Regions from separate parts of the Mus musculus genome. Here all the other regions are linked to region 4. Evidence: chromatin contacts called from public promoter capture Hi-C and targeted proximity ligation data. All regions are on one chromosome and are shown on one strand. The core of a region is the stretch at or near the end of the contact, and the rest is flanking DNA. Distances in the headings are between cores, read along the strand shown.

Region 1 (3,003 bases), core at 284-2,783, 2.6 Mb before region 4:
TCAATCAGGTGGAAGTCTGGGCAAATCACGACTTGGCTGCCGCGACAGGTCTCCTCCACCCACCCCGTTGGATAAGCTCTCCTCATCCTCCTCCACCACCTTCAGAGCACAGTACAGCTAGGGGGCCAAAGGGACGTTCCTGTGATGCTCCTGTTTTCCAACTTTCCGAGCTTGTTGGTCTCCTGCAAAGCTGCTAGGGAAAGGGCAAGTTTGCAAAGCTCAGGATCCCAAGTCCTGGGGGAAGCCACAAAGACGCTCCAACGCCAGCCAGCAATGCTTAACCTCTTGTGGGGCAGACTGGAAAACGCCACGGCCACTTAGGCGGGAGACCCGGGTTCCGGCTGGTCCCGGCAGGCCAGGGACAGCAGGGCCCCCGGGGTCCGCGCGTCCCCCGCATCCCCCTCCCCGCGCACCTGAGCGGGGCGTGGGCACAGCGCCGCACTCAGGCCCTGCCCGCAGGTCCCTCGCCCGCCGCCCGCGCCGCGCTGCGCGCCGGCCGCCTGCAGCCACCGGGAGCGACGCGAGGAGAGGCAGCCTCAACACGGCGTCATGCTTCCTGCCACCACATTACGGCGAATCGTCACCAGGAGAGGGGAGCAGAGGGGAGAGCGGGGGAGGGAGGGGTGCAGCCACACGCAGCCCCCAGGCTTCCAAAAAGCGCCGAGACGGGGCCACGTCCCGGTGGAGTCCCCGCGGGACCTGCCCGGTTTGCACAAAGCGCCGCAGTTTGGCCAAGAAGGCAGGAAGCCGGCCACAAAATAAATAAATAAAAAACAGAGTCGAGTCTACGTAACGCCCTGTCGAAAGCGGACGCCATATTTTTTTGTGGCTTATGTCGACATAGGGAAACGTAGACATGTTTTTCCTCCTCCTCCTCGGTCTGGCTTCCATTTATCCAAACTTGTAATCAAAACTATTTCATAAAAAAAAAAAAAATCTCCGTACTCCTCTCCCCGAAACCGCGGATTTCCTCCCACCCTCAAAAAAAAAAAAAAAAAAAGAAGAAAAAAAAAGCCTGAACACCCCCCTCCCGCGCACCCCCATTCCTAACCCGGCCAAGTCCCATTAACAACACATTTTCGGGAGCGGCGGCGGCGGTGGGAAAGTTGGGCTGGAGTGGCGGGCGCCCGGCGTGTCGGGCTCCGGGCTGGCGGTGCCCGCTGCGGGTGCTCCGCGCCGGGGCGAAGTTTCTTACCTGCGCCGGGGCTGCGAACGCGGGGACCCGGGCTGGGAACGCGGAGACGAGGCACGGGCGTTCCAAAATGGAACTCTGCTGGCTCCCCCCACCCACTCCCCACTCCCCACCCGGCGCCCGACTCGGGCTCCGTGGGAAAGAGGTGGTGGTGGGGGAAAGCCAGCCTGGCAGACAGACAGACAGACAGATAGACAGAAAAAAGCCCCGGTACGGAGAACGGTTGATCGAATTTTTTAAAAGAAAAAAAAAAAGAAAAGAAAAAGAAAAAAAAAAGAAAAGAAAAAAGAAAAAAAGGGGGAAAATGCCTCGATCAGTGGGGAATCTACGCCAAAACCCACATGATCTGTAACGTCAGCATGCGTATTTGCATACGATACCACCACCGGAGCTGCCACCCGGGCTCGGGTTCCGCAGAAAGTTACAAAGTGAAATTCAGGCCCCCCCGCAGACTTCGGCAAAATGTCATTTTTAGGAGGGAGTTGCTGGTGGGGGGAGGCTGCCCCTAAAGGCTCAGATGAGTGGTCATCCCGGGTGTTGGGGGGGGGGGAGTGCTTAAAAGTCTGAGTCCAGTAACGGACTCATTGGAATTTTTGCGGGAAGAGGTGGGGGAGGCGCAAGCGAGATCATTGACTATTGAGCACGACCCGGCGCGCTGCCGCGGCCAAACCCTCTCGGTGCAATACCCATTTTCTTTATGAAAAGTTCAAGGTGTCACTGATGAGCTCAACAAACTGTTGATCCTCACCACGTGGAGTGGCGGACCGTGAGACCGCAGGGCGCTAGGGCTTGCCCGGCGCCAGCAACACCCCAGACTCCAGGTCCTTCTGCAGTGCGTGGGGGCAGAACGCGGGTGGGGTCGTCACGCGCCCTGGGCTCTGCTTGAGTTTCGCCCGCCTTCTGGCAAAAGAAAATAACAACATACTTTAAAACTTTTTTCTTTCTTTTTTTTTTTTTTTTAAATCGAGATGCGTTTTACTCCCGGAATAGTAATGAGAGGGCTTGGGAATAGGGCGGGGAAGAAGGCGCCCCACTTACATAACCACTTGAAGTTAGATCACTTTTGCTGGGGATTTCCGCTTGCGCCTGAGCTCAGTCTGGTTAAAGATCTTCAAACTTTTTCCCTCCAAACCCATAAACAAACAAAGACACCCGGGGAGCTGACTCAAACTTGTGTGGCCCGAATTCACAGCGATTCTCAGCTTCGGGAAAATGCACACGCCTGCAGCGCGCACACTGGAGTCCCCCAGAAGCGAGACGGGTCATTTTCGGAGCTGGGACAGCCGCGTTCCCGGCGAGAGGGGTCTCCAAACGAGCCCTCCATCTGCGTGCGTGCGTGTGTGTGTGTGTGTGTGTGTGTGTGTGTGTGTGTGTGTGTGTGGTGTCTGCCCTTTGCAGCCCTGGGAACCGTGAACTAGAGACCCGGCTGCTGTGCTCCGGCGATCACGCAAGGTTAAAATTCTCTAAGGGAGCATCCGAGGGAAGATGACGGACCTAGCAACCTGTCAGCGTTGTGCATTCTTGCTCTCAGAGACCCTTTCCCCCTTCGCAGATTCTGGGGGCGTTTGGGAATTTGTTGGGTGTGAGCGCTCTTGGAGCCCACCGTAGGGGGTGGAGGCTAACTCTGGGACCCAGATTTGACACTAGGAGTTACTGGAGAAAACAGAGGGCTTGGGACTTGAAGACTGCGGAATTGCCTCCCATCCTGCGGATTAGCAGGCGCATCGCATTCCGGCTTCCCAGCCAGCTCTGCTCCGGGGAATTAGAACGAACTCTAGCGGCCGCTTGCGACTCCGCTCGGGGCGCCAGGA
Region 2 (2,904 bases), core at 403-2,902, 2.9 Mb before region 4:
ACACACACAGACACACACACAGACACATACACAGACACACACACACACACACACACACACACACACAGAGAGAGAGAGAGAGAGAGAGAGAGAGAGAGAGAGAGAGATGTCTTTATGATGACCCTCCCTCCCATACTGGGGATTGAACTTGGGGCATCTATGCTAAACAGGCCCTCTACCACAGAGCCACACCCCCAACCGTGGATGACAGATTTCTCTCCTCCTTGGAGTTCACTTTCTCTCCCTTGCCCCTCTGCAGTTTCAGGAAAGAGGGATGGGTACCCACAACCCTGTGTACTTGGGAAAAAAAGAGATAGCAGAGAGTAACCCTCTCTACCCAGCCCCCAGTTGACACTGGCAACCACTGCAGACATGCAGAGGCACTGGGAACTCCTGCCCCATTGGCCCCAATGCCTGAGGTCCTGTCAGCTGAGGCCCTGTTCAGAAGGACTTTCCAGAGTCTAAGTAAAACATGGGCTGTCCGGGGAGAGGGGAATTTTCTCTGACCCTCTCCCTGCCTCACTTTCTGCTTCGATAGAGCTGCCTGATACAGGGGCTACAGGGTGACCTGTGGGCAACTAGATCTAAATAGAGGCTGAGAGGACAAAAGGACAAGGATATGTCCTAGTGAAGTCCCCTCGCCCATTCATCTGGAAGCACTAACGAAAAAAGAGCACGAACCGGAGTGAAAAGCAGGGATGGTTCAGGGACAGACAGAGTCTCCAAAGTCCTGAAGCCAGAGGCCAGAGGCTTGAGAATATGCAGGGGACTCGGGGGTGAGTGGCAAGCAGTAGGAAAAAGGAGTTGGGGAGCCAAGGAAGGGATTTATCCTTCCCACACGAGAGACTATAGTGCCAGGGATAGGTGCTAGTGGCGCAGGACCCAGGTTGTATAGGGATCAAGGGTCTGTGCTCCTGGGCAAGCCTGTGAAAACAGCATGCAAGCCCCTAGCTCTATCTAATCCCCGCTCCATCCCGCACAGCACTAGGCAGACCTCAGCTCTGCGTGGGTACCTGGCTGGCCCGGGAGATGCAGCGGCGGACCAAATCTCTGATGTTGTTGTGTTTGTCCATTTGGAAGTAGATGGTGGCACTGGACTTTTCCTTCAGGTAGGGCTTCTCAGCCAAAGTCCAGGTGTGCAGCAGAGCTGGCTCACTGCCTTCCGAAGCCACAGGGAAGTAGGTACCTGATTGTAAAGAGCAGGAGTCCAGTCCTCTGGGTCCTGACTCAGCCCCTCCGGCAGAATCGGGGGCATCAGGGGGCTCCTTGGCCTGGGCCTGGATGTACTGGGCCTCCGCTGAGGACAGGAAGTCTACCTCTCCTTCCTGACTGAGGGCGCGCCAGTAAGCCTCTGGACCGCCATCCAAGAGGGCATCTGTGGCCAGCCGGGCGCTCTCATTATCACTGAAGTCAGCTCTGGCTGGCCGGGTCCACTGGTTCTTGACATCTTCCAGACGTTTCCGGATCTTGCCCACATGCCTTGACCGACTCATGCTGCTGTGTTGCTCAGTCGTGGAGGGGTGGCCAACCGCGGAGCTCTTCCAGACGTAGGAAGAATGCGGACGACACCAGGGAGGAATAGGGCTCCCAGTATTCCTAGGAAGCTATGGGCTTCCCATACTGGCTTGCCGAGTTCCTTCCTCCCCTCTTGCCTACTTGGAGAAATGGTTCTCACTGCCCCAACAATGCTTCTTGGGGATCCTCACCTGCAGCCCAGGGATTGGCTTATCTCCGAGAGCCACCACCCTGCCCACAAGTCAGAGGGCTGGATCAGTCATTGCCTTGGCACAGTCAACCATGGGATATTTCCTCCGCTTCAGCCTCAGGCTGAGCCGGCTTTCCCACTTGGTTGCACAACACTGAGGGCCTGGAACCCTCCGGCCTTTGTTACAGTGAGGAGCTACTCCTCCAGCCCCACAGAACCAGCCCAAGGGATAGACAGGAGCAAGGAGGACTGGGCACAGGTCCCCTTTGTGCTCCCTGGCTCAAACTCCGTTGGGTTCATATAAGGCCAACGAGAACTTCCCCAGGAACCCCCTCTTTTTCTTGCCCACCCCTTCCCTGTCCCGTGAAAGAGTGTCTGTCTAGTATTTGCTATTGACCTGTTTGTTCAGTCTGCACAGAGTTCCTAGGTCTGGGCAGTGTGCTGACCGTTTGGGGAGTATGGCTGCAAGTCAGGCTACTATTTCGTGGCCTGGGAACCCATAGGATCCATGTCGGGGCTGGAGGAGGGGTGCCATCTGTGAATGAACTCTGTGACCTCTGAGGAAGTAACCTGTGCTTTCTCTTCAGACCAGGTCCCAGACAGCTGTGGGATGGAACATCTGGAAGCCTGACTGGCTTCGATTGGGCTCCGCAGGAAACAGGCTAGGAAGAGGAGCTGAGCGCAGGCATCTTGGAAGAGGACTCCAGAAAGCAAAAGTGGAGAGGGCCATGGGGAGTTGAACGGCACAGGAAAAAGATGCTTGTCTTGGGCAGGTTGACTCGTGGGATGAGGTAGTGACCATCTGGAGTTCATGAACATGATAGGACACATGGGGGTGGGGGTTCGGTTCACTGAGAACTGTGTGATAGGAGAGTCACAGCCCAGTGTTCCTACCTGCCAGCCTGTCTAGGGCCTCTCATGCCGGGTTTACCCCAGCAGCCGGCCCGCCCGAGAGCCCACTGAGTGCTTGTGGTAACAAAGCTGCAGTTGGTTACAGGAAGCTCTAACTGCGGGAGGGATGACACCGGGGCACAGAAGCCTGGCACTGGCAGTGCCTGCTAAGGACCTGTGCCAGGGAAATCCAATCTTGTGCTGTCAAGGAGCCAGAACCCGGGAAGAGCCTGATGCCTCTGGGCCATTGCCACTCTCCGAAGGAAGGCAGAGCTAGACTTCTAGGACCGTAGAGAAGTGGCCCAGGT
Region 3 (2,954 bases), core at 316-2,815, 2.8 Mb before region 4:
TCCTCCTCCTCCTCCTCCTCCTCCTCCTCTTCTTCTTCTTCTTCTTCTTCTTCTTCTTCTTCTTCTTCTTCTTCTTTCCTTCTGCTTTTTTGACAGAATCTTGCTATGCAGTTTGGGATGTCCTGAAACTCTTGCTCTCAAGCTTTCTGAGTGTGGGGTTGCCTGTTCCCCCACATCTACCTTGGACTCCTTCCTAGGCTTTTATGTGGATGTCTCATTTTGAGGTGCATTCCCATGTGAGCCATCTCTACCGTCCAGTTACCAGGTCCTTCTAAAGGCAAGGACCCCAAAGAGAGATGAAGTGACTTTCACAACATTAGGTACTGCTAAGAAGTGGTTTGTCACAGTATAAACGCCAGTGTTTCTAGAGTGTTTGAAATAATGGAGCACTGGAAAGTATGTGGAAATGCACATGGACCTCGTCTTTGCCTGGAGGATGTGAGTCACGTGGGCCACTTGGACCTAAGATTTTCAATTCCTTTACAACGTTAAATAATTTTTTTTTCCAGAGCCCAAATTTCACATTTTTTAAGTTTGAGGAATTTTTTTTTCCCGATCTGAGAACACCGAGTCTGTTTCTTTTCTTATTGTCCAGACCTGATGGTAATTATGTTACACCTCAGCTCTGTGTTTACAACGCACTGCCTCTTCCAGTTTGGCCGACAGTTCCTCTCCCTCCACCATCCAATAATGATGATTTTGGATTTTGTTTAGAGAAATGGGTCCAGGGTTCTTTGGTGAGCAATCTCTTTGATTGCAGTAAGTTCAGATACTTAGTTTACTACAGGTCAGTTTACACCTATGTTCTTTACGGAAAGTTTTACTGATCCTAAACCATATTTTCAAAAAAACAAAACCAAACCAAAACAACAACAACAAAAACCAGCAACTGAATAAAAGTTCTAGTGAAATCGGTATCTTTCCACCATTTGTTTAAAACAACCATCTTCATTTCTAATTTAAAGCCCCCCAATGAACCAGATCATGTCCAATTATAAATGCGGTCTCAAATGCGTCTCAAGATTTCCCAGTCCTCCGCTGCCACTCTAGCCCCCCCATCATCCTAATCTTTTCCCGTATCCTCTGAAATTCTTCTTCATAACTCATTTGCTTTTCTGTCTACCCTGAGACTGCAAAGTTCAGGTACCGCTACCGTGCTCACAGCCGCAGCTGCATCCCCAGTGTCTAAAAATTTGCCTGAAGCTGTGACTAAATGAGGAACTATATGCGCTATCTCTTCCTTTCCCTTTAAATAAATACTCTTCAAGAGGCACTACTCCGATTACAACTCCGGGGAGAACTAGGGCATGTAGCTTCCCCATTGGTTTGCAAGACTGGCCGTTGCTCTGGGTAACCACTGTTTCCTACTAGCCTTGCCGTCGTCGCCCCGCCTCTCCTGCTTGGCCCCACCCCAGGACGTCGAGTCCCGGTACTGAGCTGCAAAAACGGCACTGGCCCTTTAAGCCGCCGGGACACTTCTGGTCACGTGGACCGCGGCCACCGGAAGGGGAAGTTTCTCTTGTGATCGCTGCCTAGCTTGTCCGAATTCGGTGGCGCCACGTCCGTCGGTCTCCGCCTCCTGCACAGCGGCTGCGCCTCCACTTTCCCTGGCCAAGCCGGCCGCGGAGCGCGGGGTGGGCACGGGAGGACGCGCGGCGCTGCGCAGCCGGTCACCTGACGGGCGACCATGTCGGACATCGGGGACTGGTTCAGGAGCATCCCGGCCATCACGCGCTACTGGTTTGCTGCCACCGTTGCTGTCCCCTTGATCGGCAAGCTCGGCATCATCAGCCCGGCCTACTTCTTCCTCTGGCCCGAAGCCTTCCTCTATCGCTTCCAGGTAGTAGCTGGCGTAGGGCGGTGGAGACTACAGCCCCCAGGTGTCCCCGCGGCTACGGAACGGGTTCGCCGGGCTGCGGGGCGCGCTGGGGCTGGTGGGATCTGTAGTGCGTCCGCCTCCAGGGGTTTAAGGCTGGGGTCCTTTGGGTCCCGGGAGGTCCTGGGGTCGAGTGTTAAGGCTTAGATAATTTAGAGTCGCGGACTGGCCTGCTAGGACGTGACTCACAATACCTGTCTGGCAAGATTGTACTTCCCGCCTTCCGCACTCTGAAGTGAGAGGTAAGTTGCCATTCTGTTGGCAAATTGGGCCCACCTACCTGAATGTCTTCCTCCCTCCTTCTATCTATGTCGTGGGTGGCGATGCCATCTTAATCAGTGGTGTCTACTTGACATAATTCTGCGTGGGTTGTTAGCGTGTTTACAGTTTCTCTCTCCTCCCTAAAGCAGTGGTGTAAAGGCAGATATTAATAAGAATTAATTTATCTGTATTTCCTACGGGCCCTATCCGATCACCTGGCATATAGCCGTTAAATGTTACCAGTGAATGAATAAACTACTCAGGAAACGGGAGATACTAATTTTCTTAAGCATTAAGGATATTAGTCAAGATTATCATTCTAAGCCAAAGAATGTTAGTTTCCTAGAGGTTATTTTTATTGATTCTGTGATATAAAAATTTAATCAGGGGACGCTCAGATTATATTAGATCTGGATTTCCACACATTCCTTAGCCTTCTCTTTCTACTTTCCACTGGATGTTATTTTCTCGTCTCCTTTGCTGATTTCTCATTTTCCTCACCCAGATGTTGGGATATGCTCTTGGAGTCCGTTATAGGATCCTCTGTAGTCCATCCCTTGGACTTAGATCTTTATCATACAAGGGGCATAAACACATGAATGGGAGACTGTCGGATATGTGAGTATCTTTATTGTAGTGGTGGAAATCACCACCTGGTGACCAGTAGACATATAATCAAATCTCCCTTTCATCTTTGCAAATAGCAACTGTGTTTGCTAGGGGGGTTTAGCAGTCATAGAGACATCCCTGAGTTCTTTTTTTGGGTTTCCTGTTTAGTGCTGGGACTCAAACCCAGAGCATAGCACGTGCTAGCTGA
Region 4 (2,767 bases), core at 253-2,752:
ACTTTACGTCATCTCCATTACAAAATACTCTTGATGAAGGAAAACAGGTTTTTAATTCCCTTCAATTTTGGCCACACAGTTGAGATTTAACGAGGAACTGAAATGCGTGATTTTCCTTCTGTCACACTGGACTCCACCGTCCTGACTGCCAACAGCTACTTCCTCAAACTGAACACTGCAAAGCCAAGTGCTTTACCAGACCTCCAGGAACCTCTGTAACACTCTCCTTCCAGTCTGGAAACAGCCATCTAGAAACCGAAATAAGCCGGAAAAATCAAGCCAAGAGCTAGAGGGAGCTAGCACACTTCTTTCAGGTGGGACTGGGCTCGCGGTTCAAGTTCTGGCAGAGCCGGATTCATTTGGAGTGGCAATCTGATTTACAACCCCCAATATCAAGGCAGCTGCGGAAGCACAAGTCTTAAGCATATGCCCAAGAAAAAGGAACAGGAAGCGATGGGAATGTCAAAAGAGCCCTGGGGGTAAGTGCTTGTTCCTGGATCTGTGAGATGGGAAAGTGGTAATTCTAGGAAAAGTGCGCGGCGGTGGGCCAACTCCGGGGTCCCAAACGTGGGCACTGAACAAGGTACTTTCACGCCCCCTTGCGGACCCAAGTGACACCTGAAACCAAGTGTGCCAATCAAGGGATAGGTAAAGAACTGGGAAAGGTTTTGGAAGAGAAGCAACCCGTCAAAGCACTCGCAGATATGCTCCAGGTTTTACATAAAAGTAACCTGAAGCTCCAATGAGGGAAGCATGTCTTGCTAGAAAAAAAGGAAAGCTGAACCGAAGGCACTCATGGGTGCTGGAGCCTTCTATCTGGAAGCGCAGGGACTGGGGTCCCATCCGAAATCTCTTCTTTTTGGAGCGAGCAGACTAGACAGTCATCAGGAACACCTGGCAAGGGGGTTTGCACGCACTGAGTGGTGGCGAGTCGGAGGGACGCATGGCTGCAGCAGTCCAGCTAGGGCGCAGCCTGCACCGCGCGTTCCCGGCATCGGTCCCCGCAGCCTGGCTGAAGCTGCTAGCCTCCGGGCTGCAGTAGCCAGGCACCCGTGCAGCGCGACCCAACCATCCCACTCGCTCGCAACTGTCCCTACGCCCCGCGCGACACGCCTGCCACGAGCCAGATGGCGTGTGCGCTCCGGACCGCGGCGGGCATAGGGCAATCGAGAGCCCATCTACTGAGTGCCTTTCCTTACCGGAGCTGCTCTCCCGTAACTAGGACTTCAGCCATGCGTTCCAGCTCTCTCTGCTGCACCCCGCCGCTCCCGCCGGCGTTGCTGTCGCTGCTACCACTGCCGCCGCTGCTGCCCTCTTCCATGTTCCTGACCGCGCGGTTGCCACTCTGCCTTTGCTGTCCCGGCGGGTGCGCCTGGCGTTTGGATCAATGTGCCCTCCCCGAGGCCGCCCCGGCCATCTTTGTTCCGGGCGGTGCCGTGGCTCAGACGCGATTGGCTGGTGAGGGAATCCCTGCGGGTAAGCAGGAGAAGTCGGCGAGTCCGGGTCTGGAACTTCGGCTTGGGGGCGTGGCCTGGGCTCTCTCATGGTCGGGGGGCGGGGACAAGGAGAAAAATAAAAACATCGGGGCGGAGCTCTGAGCCCTGAGTTTTTGCAGGAGGTTGAGCCTTTCGCTCCTCTTTTATATTTCCTTTTTCACTCCCAAACTCATGCTGGGGAATGTTGCAGTTTTTCTCCATTTTCCATACTAGAGTTGTAGAGAATAAAAATGAGAACAGATTACTCAAAAACGGAGCAGTTGAGGATATTGCTGAAGGGCATTTCAGGCTACCTGATCCCTTTCCCTATAGACCATCTACTACTACCCTATGGTGGAGTCAATAAAGGATCCTGCCCTGCGGTTCAAAAAGACTAAGAACCTGGCTTCATTACTTTGGTTTCCTACCTAAATGCTCTTAATCCCTTTTTTACACTAGTTGTAGCTATCACTTGTCCACATCTGCTGCATTAAAGATGTTTTAGATAAATTGCTACCCTCTTGTGTTTCCCATATCATTCCTTTTACGTCGGGAAGGCAACTCGGAGGGGTGAGGTAACTTGTCTCAGGCAAGCAGGCAAGAGCATTCTCAGTTTTAGGTTATGTTTTTAAAACAACTCTATCTTGGCAGGCATGGCGACACACTTATGTTCCCAGAACTTCAGAAGATGATCATGAGTTTGGACCAGACTGGGATAAGAAGATACCTTGTCTCATAAAACAAACTAAAACCAAAAACAGCTTAACTGACAAAAGCAAGCAATACAATAAACCGTTAGAAGAGCAGGTTAGGGGCTGGAGAGATGGCTCAGCTGTTAAGAGCACTGACTCACTCCTCTTCCAGGTGTCCTGAGTTCAAATCCCAGTAACCACATGGTGGCTCACAACCATCTGTAATGGGATTTGATACCCTCTTCTGGTGTGTCTGAAGACAGCCACATCGACAGTGTACTCACACATATAAAATAAATAAATCTTTAAAAGAAGAAGAGGAGGAGGGGGGGGTGAGGAGGAGGAGGAGAAAGAGGAGGAGGTTAAACATATTTGAATGGCCGAGCTGGTCTACCATGTTCATTAAAAGTCATCACTGTGTCTCTTCGTTTTTAGTTTGTAAACTTCAACATAGCTTGACTGGGAAGTCATGGCTTCCGCGGCCATACACATTTGTTGAAGTATCTTTGGATTTGCCTTTTGGAAGATACAGGTACTTGTGTCTACGATAACTGTCACAATCTTCAGGAAGTGTCAGTATATAACAAAACATATGCTGCT
Region 5 (2,709 bases), core at 30-2,529, 2.9 Mb before region 4:
TTTCATAAAGAAAAAGCTGGAAGAACTCCTCCTTGCCCGCCTTTGCTCTGCTCTTCCTCCGCTCCTGGAGCAGAGATCTTGAATACACCCATGACACCCCTTTCACCTCTAAAGCTTTGTGTGCCTTATTTTAATCAATACCCATTTTATAGACTGGGTCACACAGCTAGCGAGCCAAGGCAACAGAGCCACACACACGTGGCTCTTGCAGTCCTTCAGTACTGTGCTGACACAGTTCTGGGCATAGACAGGGCATACTGGGATTAGGGCAAGTATAGCCCTTTTTAGGACATTATTTTTTTCCTGGTGATATTAGGAACTTTTCTTATAATTCTCTATAATATCTGAATTTTTCTTAATAAGAAGTATTGCATTTCTGATGAGAAAACAAAACAAAAACCCCAGGTATTAAAAAAGAACTTCTCTGGATGGATCCCACAGTAGCTACTGCCTGGAGGCTCCCTGCGTGGACTCTTCCAATGAGGCTATTGAATATGCACTGAGTTCCACATTTGGTGAGCCAAGGGCAGATGAATTTTGAAATCCGGGGAGGTGGTTTGGGTTGCCCTGTACGAGTCTGTAGAGTAGAAAATAGGGCTGAAGGAAAAACCCTGGAAGCAACTGGTGGAAGAGGAGCAAGTGTGAGGGCAAATAGAAAAGCTTTATTACTAGCTCCACATTAGTGCTCTATAACACAAGCCAGTGTTTTGTCCACGACCTTTACATTCTAGAGTCAAAACGTTTCTTGAAAGTCTCAAAATTCTGCTAGCCTTGATCCAAGTCTTTAAATTGTGATGTCTAGTTTTTTTAGTAAATGCGTGAAGAGTTCTGGTCTCTTCTTCAGAGACCCTGGGCTTTTGAACAAGTTACCTGACTTCTTCAAGCCCAGTATCTCCTTTTACAAGATAAGAATAACCGGGCTCTTCTCACAGTTATTGGGAAAGAAATTTTAGAAATAAAATGCAAAATAAAATGGGGAGAATACTGTCAGTGGTTTAAAGCTGATACTTACCAAGTTAACTGGCTCTCCAGAGACCACGACTATTCGAGGTACTCAGGAGGAACTCACTCTATCCAGCTCTAGACACAAAGAGGTCAAAACCTTTGTTGGGTGGTTTAGGAGGCCCTGGAGTCAGGCAAGAATTTCTGCTCCACCACGGAAATCCCCAGCCGCTGAAAGACTACCACTCCCAGAATGCAACGCTCCGGCCGACAACCCACCGCTTCCGTGTGGGCGGCGCGCCGGTGCCGCTCTACACTCTACCTTGCCTCGGCAGCCTTGGCGCGGCTGCTGTCGCGCGCTTTGGAGGCTGGGTGATGGGCGTCGCTCTAGGTGTCGCCTCGTTTCGAGGTCCAGTTGCACTTCCGCGCGATGGAGACCGGATGCTGGGTGCTGGGCGGCGAATTTGAGGACTCGGTGTTCGAGCAGAGGCCGGAGCGCCGGCCCGAGCCGCCCTCCCCCTACCGCGCCAAGCTCTGCGAGCCGCAGGTGAGACGGCTGCCCCTCTTGCCGCTCCGCTCTGGAGCCGGCCTGCGGCGAGGCCCACCACCGTCACTGTCCACCCGCCCTGCAACCAAGCACGGCGACTTCACTCTTGTACCCTCGGGTTGTCTGTCTCCGTCCCCCACCCTCAACCCACGTGTCCTGCAGGCGGGCCCGGGCTAGCATCACACGCCCCCTTCCTGCCTCCAGCCCCGCCCAGGTGCTCCGCCGTAGCATCCTTGCAGGCCTGCTGGCTGCCTAGAAGAATAAAATAGTTCCAAGCTAATTATGTTTCATCATTTCCTAGTAATGTATTGAGACTTGGATATGTTATTGTTGAGTTGGGATGGCTAGCTATGTGACTAAATGGTTGCAGAGTGCCGAACCTAACGGTGGCTCAAATACCTCGTCTCGAGTGACCCAGTGTTTAAAGAATAGAACAAAGTTTTTCTTACTGTGATGGCCCAGTAGAAGGAGAGGCACTAATTTAGCACGCTTATGATGAGCCTTGATACTCAGTGAAGTGTATTTCTCAGAATACAACCAAGCTATTACAATGTTAACTGTACTGAGTCAACAGAATTTAGAGACTTTCTTCAGCCTCAGCAGGTTTTATTGTAAAAGAGAATAGGAGATGCTTCTTTGGGGCTGGAAAATTGGGCATGCAGAATGCTTTTCATCCTTTTTTTTTAATTCTTTCTTGGTAGTTACATCTGGATCTCACCTTATGTCCAGTGGGTTTACATCAGAAGAGGTCGTCTTACAGATGTGTCCTCAGATCCTCCAAATCTTTGTCTGGGATGCACAGAAACCTGACTCCAGTTAAAATTTCCTGTGCTCTGTGTGCCTTTGTAGCATTTTTATAATAGGACCATCGCCATAATCACAGTTTCCTACGTCTTGTGCACAATTTTGTCAGTCCCTATTCACTCTCAATTGCTCTAAAAGAAAGCAGATAGCACTTTAAGAGTCACTGGACTGCACTTGGTGATGTCATTTCCAATAACTTCACTGTGGTTGAAACCGTGTGCTTTTATTTATTTTTTAAATCTGTCATTGACATGTATAGACATGTGATCATTACAACTTTTATTTTTTAAAACCACGTTCATTTATTTGTGTGTGGGTGAGAGAGCCATGGCACTGTGTGGCGGTCAGGGGACAAACTGCAGTTGTTGATTCTTTCCTTCCACCACATGGGGCCCATAGATCAAATCAGGTTGTCC
Region 6 (2,776 bases), core at 244-2,743, 3.0 Mb before region 4:
ATATGCAAATTCCATACCAGTTTATTTAAGGGACTTGAACAACACTCTATTTGGGTATCATGGAGGGTTCCAGAACAATCCCTTTTAGATACCAACGGACAACAGGATGGCCTTACTCAGTTTTACATCTCCTTTAGTGTCCGGCACATGTGGTCCTCAAAAAGCAAATGGTTGAATGCATGAACAAAAGGTTGAATATCTGAATTTAAAATATTTTCTTTGTTCAGAGTTAAATCCTAAACTGGGATTCTCAGTGGACCTGGAACTGTCTTTGGGGTGAGCATAAACTGGTGTGTGTGTGTGTAACTTTTTGTCTTGTATTTTTCTTATGAGGGATACATAAATACATTGTGTATTTAAACACATTGTGTATTAAATACATTGTGGAGAATGCATTGTTTTATTTTACTGATGTTAGTACTGTATTATAAATACTTTCCATTAAACCACTTTCTATTAAAAACTACACTGATTTCTTAAATTCTTTGTATAAGTAGTTTGCATTCTGAATTTAGTTTCAAGGGGCTTGAGCGCTATTAATTTTTGTTTTAAGAATGGGCCGAGAGTGGGACAGGGTTGGGTTCCTCTGCTGGTGAGACCATTAAGCCTCAGCATACACAAGTTTTAGAATTTTAGGATGCAACTAAATATTGTGCACGTTGATATCAGCAGCCAGGTCTTCCCTTCATGTAAATGCAGAGTGCAAATTTTCGGGCTGGTGTGGCTTGGTGGAGCTCTGCTATCAAAACACAAAAGGGTCCATGACTGGAATGGGGGTGGGGACTAAACATCCAGGCGCCAAAGAGTTCTCTTACGTCCGTCCGGAGCGGCGAGTACAGGAGCGAACACTCGGAGTGGTTTCCTTTCGCCCTCGTTTGTTATATTCAATGGAACAATGACGAGAGGGCTGAAGGGCAGAGGTGGGGAAGACGCTGAGGTCCTCGGCTGGCCGCGCTGCGGGGCTGGTGCCCACTGCGGAGAGCTCGGCTTCAGTCAGTGGCTCTCCGGGGAAAGAGGGACGGCAGCAGGAAGCAGAGGCGGGAGGCTCCAAGTGGGGCCACACTTAACTTTTCCCGTCCAAAGCTGGAACTACGGGGCTCCTGCTGGACTCGGGCTAGGAAGAGGCGGAGCAGCGGCTGACAGGAGCGCGGGACTGTTGACAGCGGGTGGGGGCGCGGCTGGCATCCAGAGGGCGCTGCCAAGGAGGAGCCGAGAGTGACAGTGGGCGTGGCTTAGGGAGGGGCGGGGCCTTAGGACGCCGGCTCCGGGAGAGATGGGGTTGGTTTCGGAGGACCTAGGCAGTTTCAAGGGAAGAAAGCGACCGAGGTCGCGGGAGGCGGGGTCCGACTTCTGACGACCGCTGGCCGAGCAATCGCTTGAACGGGGCGGAGCCTCGCAGGCCCTGGAGGAGGAGCTTCTCGCGACGGGGCGTGGCTTCTAGTGACAGAGGCGTGGCCCCCTCCTGACAGGGGGCGTGACTCTCCCTGACAGAGGGCGGGGCGGCGCACACCTCCCGCAGCGCCCGGTTCTAGAGGAGCGGCCTGGGTCGCATCCCAGAGGAGCGGCGGAGTCCTCGAGTGGGGTGCCCGGCTCGTCCCCGCCTCGGCTGGCTCCTCCTCGCGGCCCTTGTGGGTTCAGGGAGCGGAGTCTCTCTCGCACCCTGGCCTGGCCTCTCGGCGCTTCTGCCGGGCTGCAGAGCTCCGTGGGGGGCCCCCTCGCGCGAGGGCCCTCCGAGTGGTTCCGGGGTTAGGGTTCACGGGTCAGAGTTGACTCCCTGAAAAGTGCAGTCGCTCTGAAATGCAAGATGGCGGCGGCGAGGCGCTGAGGCGAGGCGGCCCCTGCAGGTAGCTGCGCGAGCGGGCTGGGGACTGGGCCTCGCGGTTGCGGGTGGAACCCGAGCAGGAACTCGCGGCGGGTAGGGAAGCCGAGAGGCGCGGGCGCTGGCGCGACACGGGACGGGGCAGCAGCGGGACACAGACACCCCCCCCCTCTTCGGGACCCAGCCCACGGTGCTGGGGCACGCAAGATCGGACCCGGGGGGAACTGGGCCTGCCCCGCGGCGGGGCGGACGGAGTCGCAGCTCCCGGATTCTCTCGGGGGTTGTCAGAGCGAGGACGGAGCTCTGGGTGGAGGGTTTGGAGGGAAAGCCCCAGCGCCTTGGTTGGGAGAGCACTGAGTAACTTGGGGGCGCAGAGGGGATGGGGAGCCGGTCTCCCTGGGGGGAAGGACGTCTCTGGGACAGCGGACCCTAACTACCGTGCGGGTCCTGGGGAAGATCTCCAGCGTTGGGCCTCCGGAGGCGTGAGGCCACCTCGTGGGGACACGGCGCAGCCCCCCTCTGAAGAGTCAGCCAAGGATCTCCGGCTGGACTGTAGCGCACTGGCTTTGGGGTCGGAGCAACGGGAAACCTCAGCAGAGAAGACTCAGGAGTTGCATCCCCAAGAAGTATAGTGCGAAGTATATTTTGAGGAAGAGCAGGCTTTTAGGGGAGAAGTTCATTAAAGAGGGTGGAAACACACTTGTCTCTGCTTAGGTAGTGGAGCGGGAGTGCAGACTTGGGAGAGCGATGGACCAGAGGAAACTCCAAGCCTTGGGGCTTAAAGGGAATTGGCTAGGAGGGAATAAAAAGGACTGGGGTCTGATGGCAGGAAAGCCGAGCCCTGACTCATTTCTTGTGTATTTACACCGAAGTTCCAAGAGAGGGACTTAGAATTCTTTGTTTCGGTACTCCAAAGGTACCAGTAAGAAACGAACCAAACGGAAGAATAAGATTCTG

Evidence for each region. Capture Hi-C pulls out chosen DNA fragments and counts their contacts.
Region 1: a contact with region 4 is called in a targeted proximity ligation map of astrocytes, with 4 times the contacts expected there. A contact is called at or near these places in 1 of 39 promoter capture datasets (pre-B cells), 1 of 130 datasets of targeted methods (astrocytes) and 2 of 9 other capture datasets (adipose tissue and liver).
Region 2: a promoter capture Hi-C map of liver shows a contact between it and region 4, with 2.6 times the contacts expected there. A contact is called at or near these places in 2 of 39 promoter capture datasets (hippocampal neurons and pre-B cells), 2 of 130 datasets of targeted methods (astrocytes and large pre-B cells) and 1 of 9 other capture datasets (liver).
Region 3: a targeted proximity ligation map of astrocytes shows a contact between it and region 4, with 7 times the contacts expected there. A contact is called at or near these places in 4 of 39 promoter capture datasets (embryonic stem cells, hippocampal neurons, liver and 1 more), 2 of 130 datasets of targeted methods (astrocytes and embryonic brain) and 2 of 9 other capture datasets (adipose tissue and liver).
Region 5: a promoter capture Hi-C map of liver shows a contact between it and region 4, with 4 times the contacts expected there. A contact is called at or near these places in 3 of 39 promoter capture datasets (hippocampal neurons, liver and pre-B cells), 1 of 130 datasets of targeted methods (astrocytes) and 2 of 9 other capture datasets (adipose tissue and liver).
Region 6: a targeted proximity ligation map of astrocytes shows a contact between it and region 4, with 6 times the contacts expected there. A contact is called at or near these places in 3 of 39 promoter capture datasets (cranial neural crest, hippocampal neurons and pre-B cells) and 1 of 130 datasets of targeted methods (astrocytes).

Annotation. Positions count from the first base shown.
Region 1 is chr15:57,693,197-57,696,199 of GRCm38.p6, reverse strand. It overlaps Zhx2 (zinc fingers and homeoboxes 2), which reads right to left and starts at 1,533. Exons shown (of 4, transcript NM_199449.2): 1 at 1,196-1,533.
Region 2 is chr15:57,984,651-57,987,554 of GRCm38.p6, reverse strand. Fam83a (family with sequence similarity 83, member A) reads right to left here and starts at 1,652. Exons shown (of 4, transcript NM_173862.2): 1 at 1,014-1,652. The coding sequence starts at 1,493.
Region 3 is chr15:57,891,029-57,893,982 of GRCm38.p6, reverse strand. Derl1 (Der1-like domain family, member 1) reads left to right here and starts at 1,565. Exons shown (of 8, transcript NM_024207.4): 1 at 1,565-1,840. The coding sequence starts at 1,688.
Region 4 is chr15:55,111,052-55,113,818 of GRCm38.p6, reverse strand. Deptor (DEP domain containing MTOR-interacting protein) reads right to left here and starts at 1,502. Exons shown (of 9, transcript NM_145470.3): 1 at 1,200-1,502. The coding sequence starts at 1,321. It overlaps Gm9920 (predicted gene 9920), which reads left to right and starts at 237. Exons shown (of 5, transcript NR_045093.1): 1 at 237-479; 2 at 1,223-1,476; 3 at 2,603-2,699.
Region 5 is chr15:58,032,864-58,035,572 of GRCm38.p6, reverse strand. 9130401M01Rik (RIKEN cDNA 9130401M01 gene) reads left to right here and starts at 1,279. Exons shown (of 6, transcript NM_029418.4): 1 at 1,279-1,489. The coding sequence starts at 1,373.
Region 6 is chr15:58,075,225-58,078,000 of GRCm38.p6, reverse strand. Zhx1 (zinc fingers and homeoboxes 1) reads left to right here and starts at 1,493. Exons shown (of 4, transcript NM_009572.4): 1 at 1,493-1,844.